Regions from separate parts of the Mus musculus genome. Here regions 2 and 3 are each linked to region 1. Evidence: chromatin contacts called from public promoter capture Hi-C data. All regions are on one chromosome and are shown on one strand. The core of a region is the stretch at or near the end of the contact, and the rest is flanking DNA. Distances in the headings are between cores, read along the strand shown.

The links. Promoter capture Hi-C pulls out the DNA fragments that hold promoters and counts their contacts.
Region 2: a contact with region 1 is called in a promoter capture Hi-C map of cranial neural crest. The contact joins the promoter of Gnb1 here to the promoter of Epha2 in region 1.
Region 3: a contact with region 1 is called in a promoter capture Hi-C map of pre-B cells, with 3 times the contacts expected there. The contact joins the promoter of Rbbp4 here to the promoter of Epha2 in region 1.

What each region holds. Positions count from the first base shown.
Region 1 is chr4:141,299,064-141,302,823 of GRCm38.p6, reverse strand. It overlaps Epha2 (Eph receptor A2), which reads right to left and starts at 1,603. Exons shown (of 17, transcript NM_010139.3): 1 at 1,390-1,603. The coding sequence starts at 1,471.
Region 2 is chr4:155,489,166-155,492,925 of GRCm38.p6, reverse strand. Gnb1 (guanine nucleotide binding protein (G protein), beta 1) reads right to left here and starts at 1,565. Exons shown (of 12, transcript NM_001160016.1): 1 at 1,346-1,565.
Region 3 is chr4:129,333,218-129,336,977 of GRCm38.p6, reverse strand. It overlaps Rbbp4 (retinoblastoma binding protein 4, chromatin remodeling factor), which reads left to right and starts at 1,608. Exons shown (of 12, transcript NM_009030.3): 1 at 1,608-1,760; 2 at 2,334-2,481. The coding sequence starts at 1,745. It overlaps Zbtb8os (zinc finger and BTB domain containing 8 opposite strand), which reads right to left and starts at 1,010. Exons shown (of 7, transcript NM_025970.4): 1 at 839-1,010. The coding sequence starts at 935.

The sequences.
Region 1 (3,760 bases), core at 354-2,853:
AGCAAGCAGACGTCTAATCCTCAACTCCGTGGCAGCCCAGGAAGGCCTCTAGCAGTCCCAGCTGTCTTTCCCTGCTCCCCAACCACAGTACCCAGGAAGAGGGAGCCACAAGCTGGATCAGGGAGGGGAGTTAGGATCTCAGAATCCCTGCCCTGTTCACACCTTGGCAAAAGCAACTTTGGCCCTTCCTCGAGACAGGGCCAGGATCTAACACCCCGTTTACCCCTAACTCTCCACCCTTCAAGAGCTCCAGTCTGGCCTTTTACCCTCCCAACGTGGAAGGCGAAAAGAATAAGGAAACTTCTCACCCCAAAGGGTTCCTCTGCGCTTCACCCCCCGACCCCTAGCTGGAGTCGGCAGAAGACTTGCTATGCCCAAAAGCAGAGAAAAGTTTTTGCTGTGGGAAACGGAAGCCAGCTAGCTCCGGCTGGGTAGACAGGAAGATCCTCGGCCAAGGGCAGGGCAGGAATTCCCACCCTCTCGGAGACCCTAGCTGAGGGACAACGCCCCCAAGCACACCCCCGGCTGCGGCCTTGAGCAAAGGCAACCTGTGCGGGCCCCCTCACCTTGCGTGGCTCCAAGACGCTGGGGCGGGGGCAGGTGATTCACTCCCCCACCTCCAGGTGCCTGGGCTCCCCGTGGCCCCGAGATGACGGCTCCACACCGCGGGAAGCCGCAACCCCACCTGCCGCATTTCCTCCTTCTGAGTCACCCCTTGCTCAGAACACTTGACTTTGGGACTTCCTGTACTCGCTCCCAGCCCTTAACCTGTCTCCCGAACCTGGGAGGGCAGCTTGGGAAGGAGGGAAGGTGTGAGTGGCCGGGGCTGACCCCAGGCGCTCCCAATGCTGGCCCAAAGGACCCCAGTGAAAAATCGGATGGGGCGTAGAGAGACTCTTTTGCTTGGTGCAGGGCACCGAGAGGACCCCTCCCCAAAAAGCAGGGCCTGCATCCAAATGCCTTCCGCGAGAAATCGGGGCAGATGATGAGTTAAGTGAACTCGGGTTACTAAGAGGCTGATCGCCGGGAAAACCCTACTGAGCGTCCTTTCCTCTGAGGGACCGAGAGCGCCCTGCGGGGGTCCCGCTCCAGAAGCCGCCACAGGGCTGAAACCGCGTGGCGGGCGCCGCGTCCCCCTTCCCGCGGCCTCCGAGCCCTGCGCGCCCCAGCCGAGATCCCTTAGTTCCAGAGAACCTAGGATCTCAGGGTATGGATCCCCAAGATCGTTCCGGACCGCAGCCCGCGCGCTCTGCCTAACCTTGCGCACTGAGACCCAGCAGCCATAAGTCAGTTTCCAAAGGTGCGTCCCAGAGAGGAGGCTGGGGCGCCCGGGGTCCCATGTCCCGGAGTCCCTGCTAGGCTGCGGCCACCGACCGCGTAGACACTCACCTTCCTTTCCCTGTGCCGCCGCGGCCGCCAGCGCGCAACCCCACAGCAGCGCCAGGCAGAAACCGACTGCCCGGAGCTCCATGCCGCACCCCTCGCTCCCCGCGATCCCTGCTGTCCGCACGCCGGTCTCGGTGCCCCAATCCTGCCCGCCCGCCGACAGAGACAACTTCTACCCTCCTGCTCCAAGTCCTTAATGGAAGTTGGGTGAGAACCCGCTCCTGTTCATTCATGCCCTGCGCTGACGTCACCGAAACCACGCCCTCAGGAATGTCTTTAAAGGGGCCGGACTGACACCCTGACTAGAGGGCGGGGAAGCCAGAGGGAAGTTGGGGTTGGGGGGGAGGTCAGGAATTTGGGGAGGATTGAGGGGGCCAGTGCGTGGGCCTTCGTGTGCAAACCTTGAGGAGATTTCTCATTTCAAAGCGCCACCAGGGTTAGTGTCCAAATATGTGGAATGAATTTGTGCCTACTCTCCCCTTTTGCCCTTGGGCTTCAAGATGTGAATTGTAAATCTGAGAAGTAGAAGCTTCCGTAGCAAAGGGCCTCAAAAAACCAAAAAATAGAAAAAGAAAAAGAACAAGAACAAGAACTCCTGATAACACACACACACACACACACACACACACACAAACACACATACACACTTGCTCCTGAGTCCCCCAGAAGATATGCCACACCCAGGAAGGTCCTCTAAGCTGTGTACCAAGAGTAGTGCCTCTGGGAACATGTCAGACATGCAGGTGTCTTCACTTTAGAGTGGAGGGCTTAAGATAAGGTTCCAAGGTACCCTAGGATACCCAAAGGCTGCACAACTCAACAGTCACAGACAAGTCACAGGACTTGAAGCTGGGCCCTGACCTGCTTTAACCACTTCCATTTGGGGACCCAGCACACACCCTCATGGGTAACTCTTGACCTCTGCCTCTGAACTCCAACAGAACACCCTTGTCCCCTGATCCCTGGGTGACAGAATGAGATTACGTTTTGATACCTTGGGGATGTCTGCCTCCTACCCACCCTTCCTCTGCCAAGGTTCCTCAAATCTGAGTTCATCTCTTCTCTTGGCGTCTAGAGTCAGTGAAACAAACGGATGTGAAGTGAACCAGGCAGCCAGTCCAGTCACCCACAACTGCCTGTTGCTCTGTTACCATTTGGCCAGTGGAAAGGGAACAGCTGTAGCAGGCTTGGTTCTCCGTGGACCTTTCTGCCCACCTCCTAGTCCCTGGCCTTCCTCTCTGTGACTCCCCAGTCCCTGGTCATCCTGGCCCATATTATACAACTCTGGTACCAGGTGCTCCTCCTGGGGTCCTACCCACCAGCTTGGCCTTGGCGCCTGTTTCTGAGAAACGGGTTCAGACATTTCCCCTGGAGGGGGAGAGAAAGGGTTAATTATAGGTGTTGGGGTTAATTAAAGCCTTTGATCAGGGATGGATGATGGGAGAGAAGGCTATGTCTTCTGAGAAGGAGAGTGGCTGGACATGTATGTGTGAGCATGTTTGGATGAAGTACCGGAGCATCTGAGCTGGGTCATAAGGGTTAGTGTATGGGAATCCGTGAGCGACTTGTGTGTTATATCGAGCGTGGACGTGTTGATGTGTATGCAAGTGTGTGCTCCAGTGTGAGAGGACCTGTGTGTACCTGAGTGTGCCACAGGCCTCTCAGCAGCGGGGAGCACAGAGGAGGGGGCAGCAGTCAAAGTCTGGACAAATCAGTCTGCTCCTCTGAGCCTCCCCGTGCTCCCTGGGGACACTAGGGACCTACTTGGAAAAAGCCCGCTGTGAAGATCAAATAAGGTCGCGCATGGAAACCGCACAGACTGGGACTCAGACCCTCGAGTCAAATCTCAGCTGTTATTACGGTTACATGCGGTTCAACAAGAGGAAATCACATCTGGGGAGGCAGGGACTGTGGTGTGCCAAGCAAGGTCCTGCGGACAGGCACGTGCACGTGTATCGAGATGAGTGGAACATGTGTGCAGTGTACACATGGTATGGGTAAGTGTTCTGTTGGATACGCTAGGCTGGGGACCTTGTGGTTTGTGTTGATTTCCTGTCAGTTCCTTTTGTTTTGTTTTGACTTTTTTTTCTTGGTATGTGTGTGTTTGTTGGGTGCCTATGAGGCCAGAAGACTGCATGGGATCCCCTGGAGTTGGAGTTACAGGCAGACAGTGATGAGCCACCGATGTATGTACTTGAAACTGAATTCAAGTTCACCAAAGAACAGGAAACACTCTCAGCTACTGAGCCCTCTCCCCAGCCCCTGGATCTGACTGTTGACAAGGTCTCTAGCCAACCGACTGACTGACCGACAGAGGCAAGGCTAGCCTTGAATTCCTGATCCTCCCCCAACCCCGCCTCCCTTGGTACGAGGC
Region 2 (3,760 bases), core at 316-2,815, about 14 Mb before region 1:
TTCTGTTCCCAGCACCCACAAGTCAGCTAATGACTCTAACTCCAGTTCCAGGGAATCTGACACCCTCACATACACACACAGACACAGACACATCCAGGCAAAACAGCAATGCACTAAACAATTAATTAATTAAATGAAGCCCCACTAATTCTCCTCTCAAAATAAAAATTTTGACATAACCTCTTTAAAGATGAGCTGAACACGTATAGGGATGCTATTTCGGGATGCTAATCCTGTGGTTTAAAAAAACCCGGAAAAAAAAAATGTTTAAATGTATCAAAAGGTCAAAAGCCAAGCTGCAGTTCCCCAGGGGAACCCGAGGCTGTGGAGGAGACGCGGAAAGACTAGGCCACCCTCTGAGTGCTCTGGGCAGGACGTCCCCTCCCAGCACTGATGCATCAGGCGAACCCAGGAGCCCGGCGCCTTTTCCTCTGCACCGGCCACCAGAGCCGGCCTTTGTTTTCAGCCCCGGCAGCGGACGGCGCGGTCCTGGCTGACAAAGGCGGGTATCGCCATCTTGTCGCGGCGACCGGACGCGGCGCCCATTCATTTACGGGTGCCTGGGGCCAGGAAGGCCGGCAGCGAAGGAAGCTGGGAAGCTTGGTAGCCGTAGGCCCGCACCCGGCAGGGGTTGATGGCCGAATCCAGTAGACTCGCCCCGTGTCCGCTCCCCGCGCGCCCGGCCGAGTCCCACGCCCCGCAGGAAGGCGCGGTCCGGAGGGCAGAGCTCGGCTTTTGTTCCCGCGGGGACTCGGCCGCGAGAAGAAGCGCCTGCGGCTCTCCTGGCATCCCCACCTTAGCAAGCCATCCAGGCTCGAACCTACGACCCGAGCCCCAGCCCTGCATCCCGTTCCCTTTCTTAAAACTCAAGACCACCTCCGGGATCCCGCATCAGGCCCTAGACCCCCCCGCCCCCCGCAACAGCCTCGACCCCAGGAACATGAATGAGTCTGGAAACCGAATTCCGACACGGGCTTTGAACCCAAGACCACAGATCAGGTCCCGCATCCGGGATCCAGCCTTGAACCCAGAACCCATCCCAGATCTGGCCTTGAACCCAGGACCTCCACCCAGGTTGCCGCATCTCCGGGCCCGCACCCCGGACGCGGCCTTGAGCCTAAGACCCCGGCCCGGGCCTGCGCCCCGGCCCAGGCGGCTCCGCCCCATCCCTCACCCCCCGGACCCCGAGACCCCAGCCCTGCCGCCCACCCGGCACGCCGGGGATCGCCCACCCAACCCTGAAGAGCAGGATGAAGACGGCGGCCGATGACCCACGAGCGAGAAGAGCCGCAGGGCCTGGCCCAGCGCGGGGCAGGCTCAGCTCACAGACCCCAGCCGCGCTCACCTCGCCCTCGCCCGGTCTGGCGCCCACGCCGCCGCCTGGTCGTCGCGCTCGCGGCCTGCGGGCAGGAGTCGGCGAGGCTGGTCGGGTCCGCGCGGCGGCTGTTCCAGTCCCAGCCCCGCTGCCCTCGCCGCCCGCGCCCGCCACCGCCGCCGCCGCCGCCGCCGTCGCCGTCCGCCCCTCAGACGCCTCCAGCCATCAGGATGGGCGCGGCGGCCCCTGCCCGCAGCCTCGGGAAACCCCACGTCGCGTCACCGCGCACGGGCGGCGTGCGCGTGCCGCTCTTTCCGCCCCGCCCCTCCTTCCCTCTGCGCGTGCGCGAGAGGCTTAAAGGACCCGTGATTTTTTTCCCCCACCCCACCCCACCACCACCCCACACACCCCGCAAGGGTCTTCCAGGGACGTTGGCAGCCTATCGGCCTCGGTGGCCTCTGGCTCTGACCTGACGGTGTCGGCTCCTGTGCCATGTGCCCCAAGCCAGAGGGCGGTGTGTCCTGCCTGAATGACCAGCCCGGGAGGGCCGAAAGGCGTGCGTGCGTGCGTGAACGGCCTAGCAGGTTCTAGACAGCGGGGGTAGAGGGGTAGGAATAGCCAGGTGGGACAGGAAAGATGTCAAGATTAACCACCAGAATCTTTAAGACATGCCATCCGGTCTGGTCCGTCGTGCCTATTTGTCCAGCCATCTTCAACTAATATGACTCCTGCCACAATGACTTTTTCACTCCCATTCTGCCCTTTCCAAAACCAGGTGAATACCTCTCTTATTTCCTCTTGGCCTGCACTACCCTCTTTTAAACAAGAGCCACAACTCTCTGGGGGGCCTGGCCACCACGCTGACTCTGAGACCTTTCCATGATTCACACTTGATACCTTCCCTTCTTGTTAGCTTCTGTGCACCTTGCAGCCTTTCCTTGAAGCCCATTCCTTCTTGAAACAGCCTTTGAGTGGTCTGCACACTTCCCCCTCCCTGCCCTGGGCGCTTCCTGCCGGGCCATAGAAATGTGTCTGTCATTGTTCAGTCCTGACAGTTTCCTCATATACTTTCCCTGTGCCAGCCCTGATCTGACGCCTGATTTTACGAGCCCTAGCTTCTGCTAGTGGATGGGTAGAAGTGAGGAACCAGGTATTGGATATTCATTGCTACAAAAGTGTCATTGCTGAGCAGGCACCCTGAGGGAAAACATACATTTACATGAACATACATATATGTACATGCAGATGGTCATGTGGGCATTCGTATCTTTTTCTTGATCACAGTAAGTGTGTGGTCTCTCCAAAATACTGCATATTCTCTTCCTTGCATATTGAGTGACCTGCTTTGAGAGTAAGAAGCCTGGTTCCAGTTACCTCAAATATATCCACCACTGCTATCATCTCACCCTAGGGCCTCTGACCCCTGGGACTCTATGCCCTTCACTCCATCTGTTCGAGACCTGACTCTGTCATTTGTGACTGTTTTTTACCTGAAGTTCTTGACAGCTCCATCATCCCACTCTCTCCAAGTAAAAGTACAGGGTCCTTCCTTCTCACCATTCTCTCCACTGTCCCTTGTGACTCCAACTTCCCACAAGTGCCTCTTCCATGAACTTGTGAAGGCCAGACCTTTGATGATACCACTTCTGCACAGATGTCCCCAACCCCTTAGTAGCCCAGTCCCGAGAGAATATCCATTGCCAGCTTCATTTCCTCAAGGGTAGCCTATTCCCAGTGGTCTTGCCCTGCTCATTTCCTACTTTAATACTGTGACTCTGGTGAAGACGTCCTCACCCACCATACACACCCCACCCCCAGAGGATGTCAGAGGATATTTATGATCTGAGAAGAAGGTATCTAAGTGGTATTCTAAGTTCCAAATGAGAGGGCCAAGGCCCAGCAAGCGGAGCAATGCCTGGGAAGAGAGTGGGAGAGATAAGATGCCTGCTAGTCCCTGCTGGTCCAAAAGAGGGTGGAGCTAGAGGATGTGAACAGCTGGGTAACCAGGAGACATCCGGGACCCAGGCTCCTGTTGGTTCCACAGTGAAGGGTAAAGGGATGGGGTACATTCTGGTACCTTTTGAAAATTAGAGGGTTGGGTTTCTGAGTATTGTCCGGTGGTCTCAGGTTTTAAGGTAATCACCAAACACCAGCAGGCCTGACGCCCGCCCTTCAGGGCCTCCCTGGTGAAGGACTTAAAGCAGAAATGAGAGGGAGGGAGGGAGGAAGAAGTACTATAGACAGGAACCAGACAGAGGCAGTTAGCCTGAAGTATGCAAGGCAAGTTATCTCTCCAGCGTCCTCCATGTGGCTGTACCCCTCAGCCACTCCTAGGTCTCATAGTGAAGATGGGGGCAGGGAGGGAGTAGACTGGGCCCTTTAGAGGCTCTGGGGCTCCCCTGTTCCATAAGCTGCCTCCCTGCTCCCAGTTATTGCCAGCCCATG
Region 3 (3,760 bases), core at 359-2,858, about 12 Mb after region 1:
AGAAATTTCTTTATTTCTGAGACAGGGCCTTACTCTGTAGCTCTAGCTGTCCTGGAACTCACTATGCAGACCAGGCTGGCCTCGAACTTAGAAATCCGCCTGCCTCTGCCTCCCAAGTGCTGGGATTAAAGGCGTGCGCCACCACTACCCGGCTAAATTTTTTTTTTAAATATTTATTTATTTATTATATGTAAATACACTGTAGCTGTCCTCAGACACTCCAGAAGAGGGAGTCAGATCTTGTTGTGAGCCACCATGTGGTTGCTGGGATTTGAACTCCTGACCTTCGGAAGAGCAGTCGGGTGCTCTTACCCACTGAGTCATCTCACCAGCCCCCGGCTAAATTTTTATCTTTCAAAAAAATTTAACGTGATGCAAAAGTTGCAGTACGTAATAAGATCCAATCTTGGGCTGTGGACACACACGTACGCACGCACGCACGCACAGAAAAAGGTATGTCTTGATTACTCTAACCTGGTCACACTATTCCCTACTGGGAGAAACTCGAGGACAACCCAGAAATCACTTAAAAATACAACTAATGCACAAGTATAATTTACAATGATAAATGTTGGACCAGCGCCACACCATTTAACTCTATCCCCAAAGGTAAGTGTGATTCAGGCACACATGGACTTTTAGAATGGATGGGGGCAGGGGATACGGCCTCGGGTTTCTTCATTCTCTAGTAAGGTGATCTTTTTCTTCACTTTCCCCCTAAATTGGGTCCAAAGAGGGGCACACTGTGATCACGCCAGAGCACCTTTAGGGCAAAGAAGTGGGCGAAGCAGGAAGCCGCAGGTTGTCCGAATGCAAGAGATGTGGGCCACCTACTCACATTCATATTTTCGATTGACTGGAGGATACTTGTCCTTGGTCGCCTTCTGTTCCTCCGTCAAATTGTAATCTCTAACATCTTCCTCCTCTTGAGCCATGATTGCGGAGTTGGTACTCTTACTTCCGCCCTTCATCAGCCAGACTTCGGCCCCGCGCCATAACTTCCGCTCTACACCCCACCCCCTTGGCAGCGGGTCTAAAAGGACCAGGACTCCATTCTGCAAGCTCGCGGAAGGATATACCCGCTTGCGGCTGCCGGGCTGCCGGGCTGCCAGGCTCGGTCCTGCCGCTTTTATAACATGTTTTAGAGACCAGCATCTTATTTCCTGCACTCATCACTATTAGTACCGAGGGAGTCAGTTAAAAGACGCCACCTTGAATTAGGCACCTGTAAGTCTAAACGGTGATGCGTTTTCTCCTCGTCTGGCCCTCCGAGTTGCTAACCAGACCCGGAAACACTTCCAAATTCTTTCGCTACCCTGAGGGAGTTGTCAGCATAACGGCCTGCTAAGAAGATGGCTGCGCATGAGCGTGTAGGGTGTATGTCACGTGATCTGCACGGGCCTCATCCCGGCAGGCGGGGCGCGCGCGCAATCCGTGGAAGTCTCCGGACTGTGGTGGGGGGTGGGGGAGAGAGAAGGGGCGGAGCGCGCGCGCCTCGGGACTCTGGAGAAAACGACTCTCGAGCGTCTCCATAGGCCGCGAGGCGGATGCTCCGCCCACCCCTCAGACCCGCGCTTTCTCATTGGTCGGTGTTGGCGCGAAGGCACGCGAGCCGGCCCCCTACGCACGGGCCGCAGGAAACAATAGAGGCCGCGCGCGCGGAGTGGAGCGCTCGTAGCCTCCCCGCCCCTCCTGCAACGCACGACCCCGGGATCCCCCAACCCCTCCCGGCTCTCCTGCCGCCATGGCTGACAAGGAAGGTGAGTGTGCCGAGGCCGGCTCGGAAGGGACGGTGCTGGCTTGTAGGGCTGTGTCGTGGCCTGTTACGCGGCCTGAGACGGAGAGCAGGCCCGACTCTGGCGAGCCTCGTCCCAGCGACGCCGGCCTGAGGACTGAGCTCCCCGGCGGGGCGGGCTAACGGCGCAGCAGCTCCTCCGGAGCGGATGCGAGGCGACGCCAGGTCTCCGGCCTAGGCGACTACGAGGCTCCCTGCCGGTCCCTCTGCCTGCCGAGACTCGGGGCGCCGCTCTCCATCCCCAGGCTCGATGCGCAGGTCTCCTCCCCGGGTTTGGCGGACTTGGCGCGCGCCACCGTGCTTCGTTCGGGGTTGGACACCATCGGCCCCCGAAGGAGTAACGGAGTGTCCGGCTGGGGTGGCCCCAGGACTTCCGGCCCGCCGCGGCCGAGAGTGGCGTTGGTGCCCGCGACCTGGGAGATTAAGATGAATCTCCATTTCGTTGTCAAAATCCGGGCGCTACGCCGGTGGCTTGGAGAGGTTTGTGCCCTTTCCGTTTACGTTCGCTAACTTGATTTGTCTTTTAAAAACATTTTAGCGGCCTTTGACGACGCAGTGGAAGAACGGGTGATCAACGAGGAGTACAAAATATGGAAGAAGAACACCCCTTTTCTTTATGATTTGGTGATGACCCATGCCCTGGAGTGGCCCAGCTTAACTGCCCAGTGGCTTCCAGATGTGACCAGGTGACGCGAATCTTGAATATTTTTGATAGTTCATATATTTTAATTTTTTTGCCCTCCAGTCACTCAGGGGGGACATTATCAGAGCTTATGAGTACTATTTATTTTCCTCGACTAGAAATAATGTCAAAAACAGAAGATCATTTTGTAATTTACCCTGCAAAGAAAACATGCTCTGTTGTTGTGTTGTTGTTTGATTTTTTTTTTTCTTTTTCTTTTACTTTTTTTTTTTAAGTCATCTCTATTTGTATGAATACACTGAAGCCAGAAGAGGGCATTGGGTCCCATTACAGATTGTTGTGAGCCACCATGTGGTTGCTGGGATTTGAACTCAGGACCTTGGGAAGAGCAGTCAATGCTCTTAGCCGCTGAGCCAGCTCTCCAGCCCTGTTTTTGTTTTTTCCCTCAGCATGGAGTTGAATAGCCATTCTTAAGACTGGAGTTGGCCATGTAATATAAAACTTGACCGTTTTCAAAAGTTATTCTGGGTCCAGTTTATTCAACAAAACATTTGATTTCTCAAGTCATTTATAAGGTTAATAAATAGCAAGATAAATCTGGGGTCTGCCTAACTGAAGTGGGGGCGAGTGTTTTCAGCAGTAGTGTGAGGTTTTAGAGCTTGGTGGGAGGTGGGGCAGAAGGGTTGTAATGTTTAGTGATTGAGACCTACTGATGGGGACTTTGATCCTCAGCACAGAAAGGGGGGGGGGCTGGGACCCTACAGCGAATTGCATACACAAAATGAAGGGGAAAGTCTGTCAGCATGAACTACCAGACTGGCCTGCTGAAACAAGTGGCAATCCAAAGATGGTGGATGTGGGTAATTACTAATGTAAATTTGGCAAAAATGTACTGAATTCTTTGGAAACTCAAGAGTTAAGATACGTGCAGAATTCAATTATGAGGCTGATGGGGTTCAGCAGGTAATAGAAATTTGGAGTAAAGAGTTGTTTTGGTTTGAGGGCTAGGAATTGAACCTTGTGCATGGTAAGGAAGGCAGTACCATCTGCAATACATCTCTACTGTCATGGAAAGTTCATGTGCATTTTACTAGTAACTTAAGAATGAGGCTGCTGGGCTGGAGAGGTGGCTCAGCGGTTAAGAGCACTGGCTGATCTTCCAAAGGTCCTGAGTTCAAATCCCAGCAACCACATGGTGGCTCACAACCATCTGTAATGAGATCTGACACCCTCTCTGGTCTGTCTGAAGACAGCTACAGTGTACTTAAGATTTAATAACAAATAACTCTTAAAAAAAAAAAAGAATGAGGCTGCTACCTTTG